Linked DNA regions of Callithrix jacchus: region 1 is linked to region 2. The links are chromatin contacts, called in public Hi-C maps. All regions are on one chromosome and are shown on one strand. The core of a region is the stretch at or near the end of the contact, and the rest is flanking DNA. Distances in the headings are between cores, read along the strand shown.

What was found. Hi-C and Micro-C count contacts between places; a contact is called where the count stands out from the background.
Region 1: a contact with region 2 is called in a Hi-C map of induced pluripotent stem cells, with 4 times the contacts expected there. The contact joins two enhancer-like sites. A contact is called at or near these places in 2 of 3 Hi-C or Micro-C datasets (induced pluripotent stem cells and skeletal muscle).

Annotation. Positions count from the first base shown.
Region 1 is chr21:41,449,577-41,453,431 of calJac240_pri, forward strand. No RefSeq gene overlaps it. Among named protein-coding and RNA genes, the nearest start is that of RUNX1, 360 kb to the left of the region's middle. Within about 2 kb of position 1,750, at least 2 of the 16 cell types and tissues checked have an H3K27ac peak or open chromatin away from gene starts, as enhancers often do.
Region 2 is chr21:41,083,287-41,087,181 of calJac240_pri, forward strand. The region is part of intron 2 of RUNX1 (RUNX family transcription factor 1); the gene reads right to left. Among named protein-coding and RNA genes, the nearest start is that of RUNX1, 7.2 kb to the right of the region's middle. Within about 2 kb of position 1,540, at least 2 of the 16 cell types and tissues checked have an H3K27ac peak or open chromatin away from gene starts, as enhancers often do.

The sequences.
Region 1 (3,855 bases), core at 500-2,999, 370 kb after region 2:
CCCCAGAACTTAAAGTATAATTTAAAAGGGTGGGAAATTTGAAAAGAAAAACATACTCAGGGAGAATGCCGTTGAATACAAAGACAGAGACAGGGTGATGCATCTAGAATCCAAGAAACACCCAGGTTTGCTGGCAACCCCAAGATGCTGGGGAGAGCCTGGAGCACACACTCCCTCACAGCCTTAGGAGGAACCAACCTGCTAATGCTTTAATATCAGACTTCTGACCTCAATACAATACATTTCCTTTTTTAAGTCTCCCAGTTTGTGGTGTGGCAGCCCCAGGAAACTAATCCAGCATCAAATAAAGTATAGTTTTTCTCCTCGGGCACTTATAGCCTGGAGAGAGCCAGGAGAACTTTGATCAGGGCTGGAGGAGAGCAGGGAGGGAAATCCACCGTGTGGTAGGAGCATGCAGGAGTAGGGGAGGGGGTACCCTGAGGGCCATTTCTGGAAGGTACGGGGGGAAGAAGTGAAGATGAAGAGTGAAGAGGGCCGAACTTAGTTCCATCTTTGTCACTCTCTGGGGGACCTTGGGTAGTCTCCACTTCTTGGAACTACAGTTTCCTAAAGTAGTGGATAAAAGGGTATCTACTTCCAGGAACATTATCACCGTCTGGCCCGTGATATACTGTATCATGTGTGGTATTCACTTTCTGTCCTCCTTGCTGATAATGTCAGCTCCAGGAAGGTAGGACTTTTTAGCTGCTTTGATCACTGATGTATCCTCAGTGAGAAATGACTGCTATGATTTGAGTATCCCCTCCAAAACTCCTGTTGAAACTTAATTCCCAGTGTGGTAGTATTGAGAAGTGGGGCCTTTAAGAGGTCATTGGGTCGTGCAGGCTCTGCGCTCATGAGTGGATTAGTTCATCCATGGATTAACAGATTGATGAGTTAATGGATTAATGGCTATCGTGGGAGTGCAATTGGTAGCTTTCTATGAAGGGGAAGAGGAACCAGAGCAAGTAGGTGAGCGCCCTCGGCTCCGTGGCCATGTGATGCTCTGTGCCACCTCAGGACTCTGTATAGGGTCCCCCTCAGCAAGAAGGCCCTTACCAGAGGTAGCCACTTGACCTTGGATTTCTCAACCTCTATAACTGCAAAAAATAAATTCTTTTTCTTTATAAACCAGTTTCAGGTATTCTGTTATAAGCAACAGAAGATGGACTAAGATCATGACTAAGAGGATCCCTTAAACAGACATCTGCCACTGGAAGAAGTCACAGCCCCCTGGCACCCAGCCTAGGACTTGGCATGTGGTAAATGCTTAGTGAGTGTTTGTTGAGTGAATACATTATTGCCCATAACACCACACAGATTTACAGTCTTCACTGAGAGTTCCATATGTATAGACATGGATTAAATGATTGAGAAAGTGAAAGGGCTTTATCAAGTTCATGCGAATTAGAGGTGGGAACTTAATTCTCTGTCTTGGTAACCAACCTGCACAGTCTTAAAAAGCAGAACACTAGAAACACCTTGGTAGAAATTAAGCACAGAAAGAACTACTAAAGAGGATTTGGGCTGAGGGATCTTGGCCCTAGCAGAATGTGGGGGCAGAATTCTAAGATGGTCCCCCAGATATCCTCTCTTGGTATATACAAGTCCTATAAAATCCCTTCCTCCAAGTATCAGTGGAACCTGCGAATATGATGAGGTATCAGTCCTGGAGTTATACTATGTTATATACAAAAGGCAGATTATTTGGGATGAGCCTAATTCATCAGATGAGGTCTTTAAGAGTGTTTATTCCAACTGGTTGCAGAGAAGAAAATCAGAGAGATGTGCTCTTGTTGGCCTAAGAGAAGGAACTACCATATGGTGAACCGCCTACAGGGGCCATGTGGCAGGGAACTGCAGGCAGCCTCCAGAAGCCAAGAGCCTTCTTGGGCCAACATCTAGCAAGGAAATAAGGACCTCTGCCATTCAAACACAAAGAAATGAAGTCCACCAGCAAACAGTGAACTTGGAAAAGGGTCCTGCACCTTGGATGAGAACCGTAGCACCTTCCTCCAGATGAGAACTGTACAGTAGTGTGTTCAACACCTTAACTGCGGTCTGTGAAACCAAGAGCAGAAAGCCCTGCCACACCCAGCCTGGACTTTGTACCTACAGCAACTGTGAGCTCATTAATACAGGTTGTTTGCAGCCACTAAGTTTAGGTCGTTTTTCATGAGGCAATAGAGAATCAATGCATATAGTGAGCTGGCTGAGTTCACTTCTTAACGGTTAAAAAGATGAACCAGGCCAGGCACGGTGGCTGAAGCCTGTAATCCCAGCACTTTGGGAGGCCGAGGCCAGTGGATCACGAGGTCAAGAGATCGAGACCATCCTGGTCAATATGGTGAAACCCCGTCTCTATTACAAATACAAAAAAATTAGCTGGGCATGGTGGCGCGTGCCTGTAATCCCAGCTACTCGAGAGGCTGAGTCAGAAGAATTGCCTGAACCCAGGAGGTGGAGGTTGCGGTGAGCCAAGATCGCGCCATTGCACTCCAGCCTGGGTAACAAGAGCAAAACTCTGTCTCAAAAAAAAAAAAAAAAAAAAGATGAACCAATAAAGGTTACCAAGGAATGTTAGGGGTAAGAGGAGCTTTTGTTTAATGGATACAGAGTTTCTACCGGCATCAATGAAAAAGTTTTGGGTATAGATAGTGATGATGGGTACACAGCACTGTCAATATACTTTAATGACACTGGGTTGTAAACTTATGAATAGTTAAAATGATAAATAGTATTCTATATATGTATTATCACTTTTTTTAAAGGGGGAAAGATGAATAAATAAAATAAAAAGAATATTAGATCATTCTTTTTCTTTGATTACAGCCAAGGATATTCTTCTCAGATCCCTAAACTCAGTCCTATTCAAAATTAATTCCAATTGACTCAAAATATCCTTCAACTGAAAAATAAATTTTATTTTTAAAATATTAAAAATAAGTTCTCTATCAAATACATGTTGAGTCTTGTTGACACATGTAGTAGGGGCATTAGAAAAATCAATATAAATTGGTAAGAGAGAAAAATAGGTTGAATCCTATGAATCATCTTGAGCTTTGACAGACAGGAAGAGAAAAGACAGAGTTACATGCCCTGGAAAGATGAGAATGGGCCGGGTCAGAAAAGCAGCACTCATAAGGCAAGATGGAAAACCTTCAGCATTTTACCTAAGCCCTGTGACTGCTCAGGGCAGACATAAGCAGGACAAAGAGTCCACAAAGGTAGGTGGAGGGCAGGACCCAGATAGGAGGCAGAGAACACCAGCCAAACTACGGGAGAGGAGAGGGGAGAGCCCAACAATGACCAGGAAGCTTTTTGTCTGGGGCCATGAACCTGGGACCCTACCCAGCAGTAACGGCTCAGTTGACCTGTCAGGGAGGAAGGCCCTGGGAATGATGACAACATGACGCCAAGGAGAGCTCGGACGCTTGGGACTGAGGCATAAGGATCTTCTCAATGACACCTTTTTAGAGAAGGATGATTTTTAAGAGTTTGACTTTAGAATTGGGTTCCCTAGGCATTGATTGCTGGGCATGGAGAAACGTGACCATCTCAGCACAGGTCTATGGTCTAATTACAATCAGAACTGAGCTCTCCCAGAAGGTAGACTTCATGGCTGTGGATTGTGGTCTCATCAATGCGTTCTCAGCAATTCCAGCTGGAGCTTGTTTAGTTTCCTGATCTCCCATCCACACAATACCCATGCCCATAAATAACCCTCTGCCCCACAAACCATTCTGCCTTTTGTTTTCTTCTTACATCCTGTACATCACCCTACTTCTATGGAAGATCCCGCAATTTATTAATAATGATAACAATAAAAATGGCAACAATATAAAACCAGTATTG
Region 2 (3,895 bases), core at 290-2,789:
AAAAATATCTATATATATAAACCTACACATTTTCAGAAGCACATGAGAGCTGATCAAGACCAATGAACCTCCCAAGGAGAGGAGATGACAGACGGTGCTCTGTGGTGTGGCTCTCAGGCTATATTTGATTTATTGCCCACATCTTATTATTTCATTCTCTATCCAAGACTAGCACAGTTTCTTTTGAGAAATCACAGTCTCCATGGAGGGCATTCTAATGCCTAGGAGTAAAAGCTGAATATTGGCAAAGAAAGCAAAGTAGAATTTTTGCAAAACGTTGAAGCTGCATAGTTCTCTTTTTTAAAAAATATGTTTCAAGACTGGACACATTGAGTCTTTGATTTAAAATTAATTTAACATGAACTCATTTGCACAAAGCAGCATCAGTCTTGAAATCAGCAGAGCCATTGAGCAAGCCCAGCTAGCAAATTGAGACTTCTATTTGTGATGACCTTTTCCATTTGGGGGCCCCAAAAATGTCTTGAGGAACTCACTGTTTAAAAAGAAGTCCATCAAAAAATAGGCACTTATGGACCATGGAATGAGAGGGCAGTGTTGCATACGAAATCAACAATTCTCTAAATGAACACTGATCTTGCAGCAAAACAAAATGAAAGCAAAACAGAAAGAAATTTCTGATTTCAAGGGAAAAACTGAATAACAACTTTCTTTCTTTCTTCTTTTTTTTTTTTTCTTAAATGAGGCAATGACTTTCTCAGGGAGAAATATTTGCATCCAGGATGAGGAAATAGACAGGATCAGTAATTACCAAGCAATAATCATCTGTAACTTACAGAAATACAATGTACAAACAAGTGTTTATAGCCTAGATAGAGGGCAATTATCTGGTTATGTGTTTCATATTTCTATCAGAGATTAAAACATCATTAGGGAAATTTATGGAGGGTCATTTGAAAGAAAGTTTCCTTCTTTTGTTGAAAACAGTTATCTTAAAAATTAAAACAAATCTAGGGGGCTGTGTGATGGAGTTTTGAGTATTTAAAAGAGTGAGGAAGATGGGGGGGCCGGAAGCAAATATTTCCGGCTGCTTAAGAAATCTATCAATCTCACGGCAAGGTGTGGTGACTCTGATACAAGCAACATTCACATAGCTACAGGGCTGCCTGGCTTTCTATTGCTCATTCTAATGTGAGGAGAGGCTCAAGTGTGATTTTGGGCTTTGACACTGAAAATAGGTGTGAACTTGAATCCATTTAACCAGTCCCCTGCCCCACCCCATCCCTTCTCCTGTCCATTTTGCTTTCAGTGGGTCAAGAATAAATATTCACCCTTGGCATCCATCTGCAACTTCCAAGAGGGACTGAAGGAAGAACTTACAGTTTCTCTGCATGTGTTTCCAAAGCCCAGCTGGCACAGAAAACAAATGATACAAGATACGGCTGGGAAAGCACAGCCTCTTTGTCGCCAGGTCTGGCAGATTGGCTCTGGGCTCACAAGACATCCACTCCCAGGCACCTTCCCTCTGCTTCCCTCCTCCACTCTCCAGGCTGGAAAGTGACAACCTCATTGTCCTTGGTTCCCTCCAGCCAGAGGCTTGTGACCTAGTTCTGGCCTAAGCAATATGTCAGTGAAAGTTTGCAGAGAAGGGCTTCCCTTCCTGAATCAAAAGACCAGGTCCCCCCAAGGAGAAGGGGTTGAGACTTCCCATGTCCTTCCTGCCTGGACAGATCAGAGGGGCAGGTCATCTCTATCTGGGCTCAGCATGGTAGGACCAAAACATAGGAGTGTCCTGCACCCCACTGTATCTGATTGGACTGCTCACTCCGGAACTCCTGTCCACCACACAGACCAGTGCTCATCCCCTCAAGCCACTGTGGTACATGCATCCAGACACAGTTTTCACAGGTAAACCTGAGCAAGAACTTCACTCTCTTTCTGTCATTACAATAAAATACATCGCTTCAGTCATCTTTTGGATTCAGTATTTATTCCTCCACCTTGGGTCCTTTATGACATCATTACTGCAGGATGAGGGAGGGAGAGAAAGAGACAGATTCAGAGAGTCAAGAGACATGTTTCCCCAACAAGGACTGAATCCTGCGCAAGTGAGAGGAGTATGTCTGAGCTGACCCTCCTAGCATGTTGAAGGTGATATGAGGTTTCAAGCTCCGTTTTGTGTTCAAGAGCCAGCCTGCATTCTCTACTCCCTGACTGTGTTCGTGGTCAGCAAGGATCTCAAAGGAAGTGCTCCCTGACTGTGTTTGTGGTCAGCAAGGATCTCAAAGGAAGTGCTCCCCAACTGCAAGGATCTCAAAGGAAGTGCTCCCTCACTGTGTTCGTGGTCAGCAAGGATCTCAAAGGAAGTGCTCCCCGACTGCAAGGATCTCAAAGGAAGTGCTCCCTCACTGTGTTCGTGGTCAGCAAGGATCTCAAAGGAAGTGCTCCCTGACTTCAAGGATCTCAAAGGAAGTGCTCCCTGACTGCAAGGATCTCAAAGGAAGTGCTCCCTGACTGTGATCGTGGTCAGCAAGGATCTCAAAGGAAGTGCTCCCCAACTGCAAGGATCTCAAAGGAAGTGCTCCCTCACTGTGTTCGTGGTCAGCAAGGATCTCAAAGGAAGTGCTCCCCGACTGCAAGGATCTCAAAGGAAGTGCTCCCTCACTGTGTTCGTGGTCAGCAAGGATCTCAAAGGAAGTGCTCCCTGACTTCAAGGATCTCAAAGGAAGTGCTCCCTGACTGCAAGGATCTCAAAGGAAGTGCTCCCTGACTGTGATCGTGGTCAGCAAGGATCTCAAAGGAAGTGTTCCCCAACTGCAAGGATCTCAAAGGAAGTGCTCCCTCACTGTGTTCGTGGTCAGCAAGGATCTCAAAGGAAGTGCTCCCCGACTGCAAGGATCTCAAAGGAAGTGCTCCCTCACTGTGTTCGTGGTCAGCAAGGATCTCAAAGGAAGTGCTCCCTGACTTCAAGGATCTCAAAGGAAGTGCTCCCTGACTGCAAGGATCTCAAAGGAAGTGCTCCCTGACTGTGTTCGTGGTCAGCAAGGATCTCAAAGGAAGTGCTCCCTTTTTACCACTTCAGGACATCCTAGTTATTAGATTTTTTTGAGGGGGAAAAGGTCAAGAAAGACATACCTCTTTGGTTTGGCTGGAGGCTTAGCAAAAAGGCTAAAGAAGAGGACTAGTGGCACCTGACGGAGAGGAAAAAGGGAGGCCGATAAGAGTGGCAGAAAAAGTGTTTCGTTGTGCATTTTAATGTCTGTTCAGGCACCAGAGAAGCTTCTGACAATTTCTTGAAGAATAGGAATTGGAGAGAACAATTGCAAAAATGAGGAAAAAATGCCTTTCATGCATGAAATGATAGGAAAACTATTTTCTAAGAGAAAATAAAATATTTTTAAGTGGCTTTGTGCTGTTAAGCTAAGATTTGTGATGTGTTTGATGGTACCTCTTCCTGATGCATGGAAAGATTTCCAACAGGAACTCCGTAATTGGACATAAGCTTGTCTAGAATATTATTAGCCCATTTTGCAGAACTCAAATGAGACACAAAGACATCTATTGACTCATCTAGGTCACGAGGAAGTTACCTGAGAAACTGAAAATTTGCTTGCGTTTCCTGTGTGGGCCTCCTTGGTTGCCTCCAACAAGACAAGCCATCGAAGCTGCCTTCATGTCTGGGCTTTGACAAAGTACATGATCACAAATGTCCCCAAGGTGCAGTCAAAATGGAATGTCTCAGAGGCAGCCCCAGAGAACCTGATAGAGTTACACAGGCAAAATGACATTTTCCTTAGGAAGAGCATTGGAGAAAATAAAGCTACACCAGCAGCCTCAATGAAGAGAGACATCTCTGCTGTCATTGTGTGTTCAGACCAAAGACTTAGGTGACATGGTGCCCCAGTTAGCTTCCGTATATAAAAGCAAAACTTGTTAA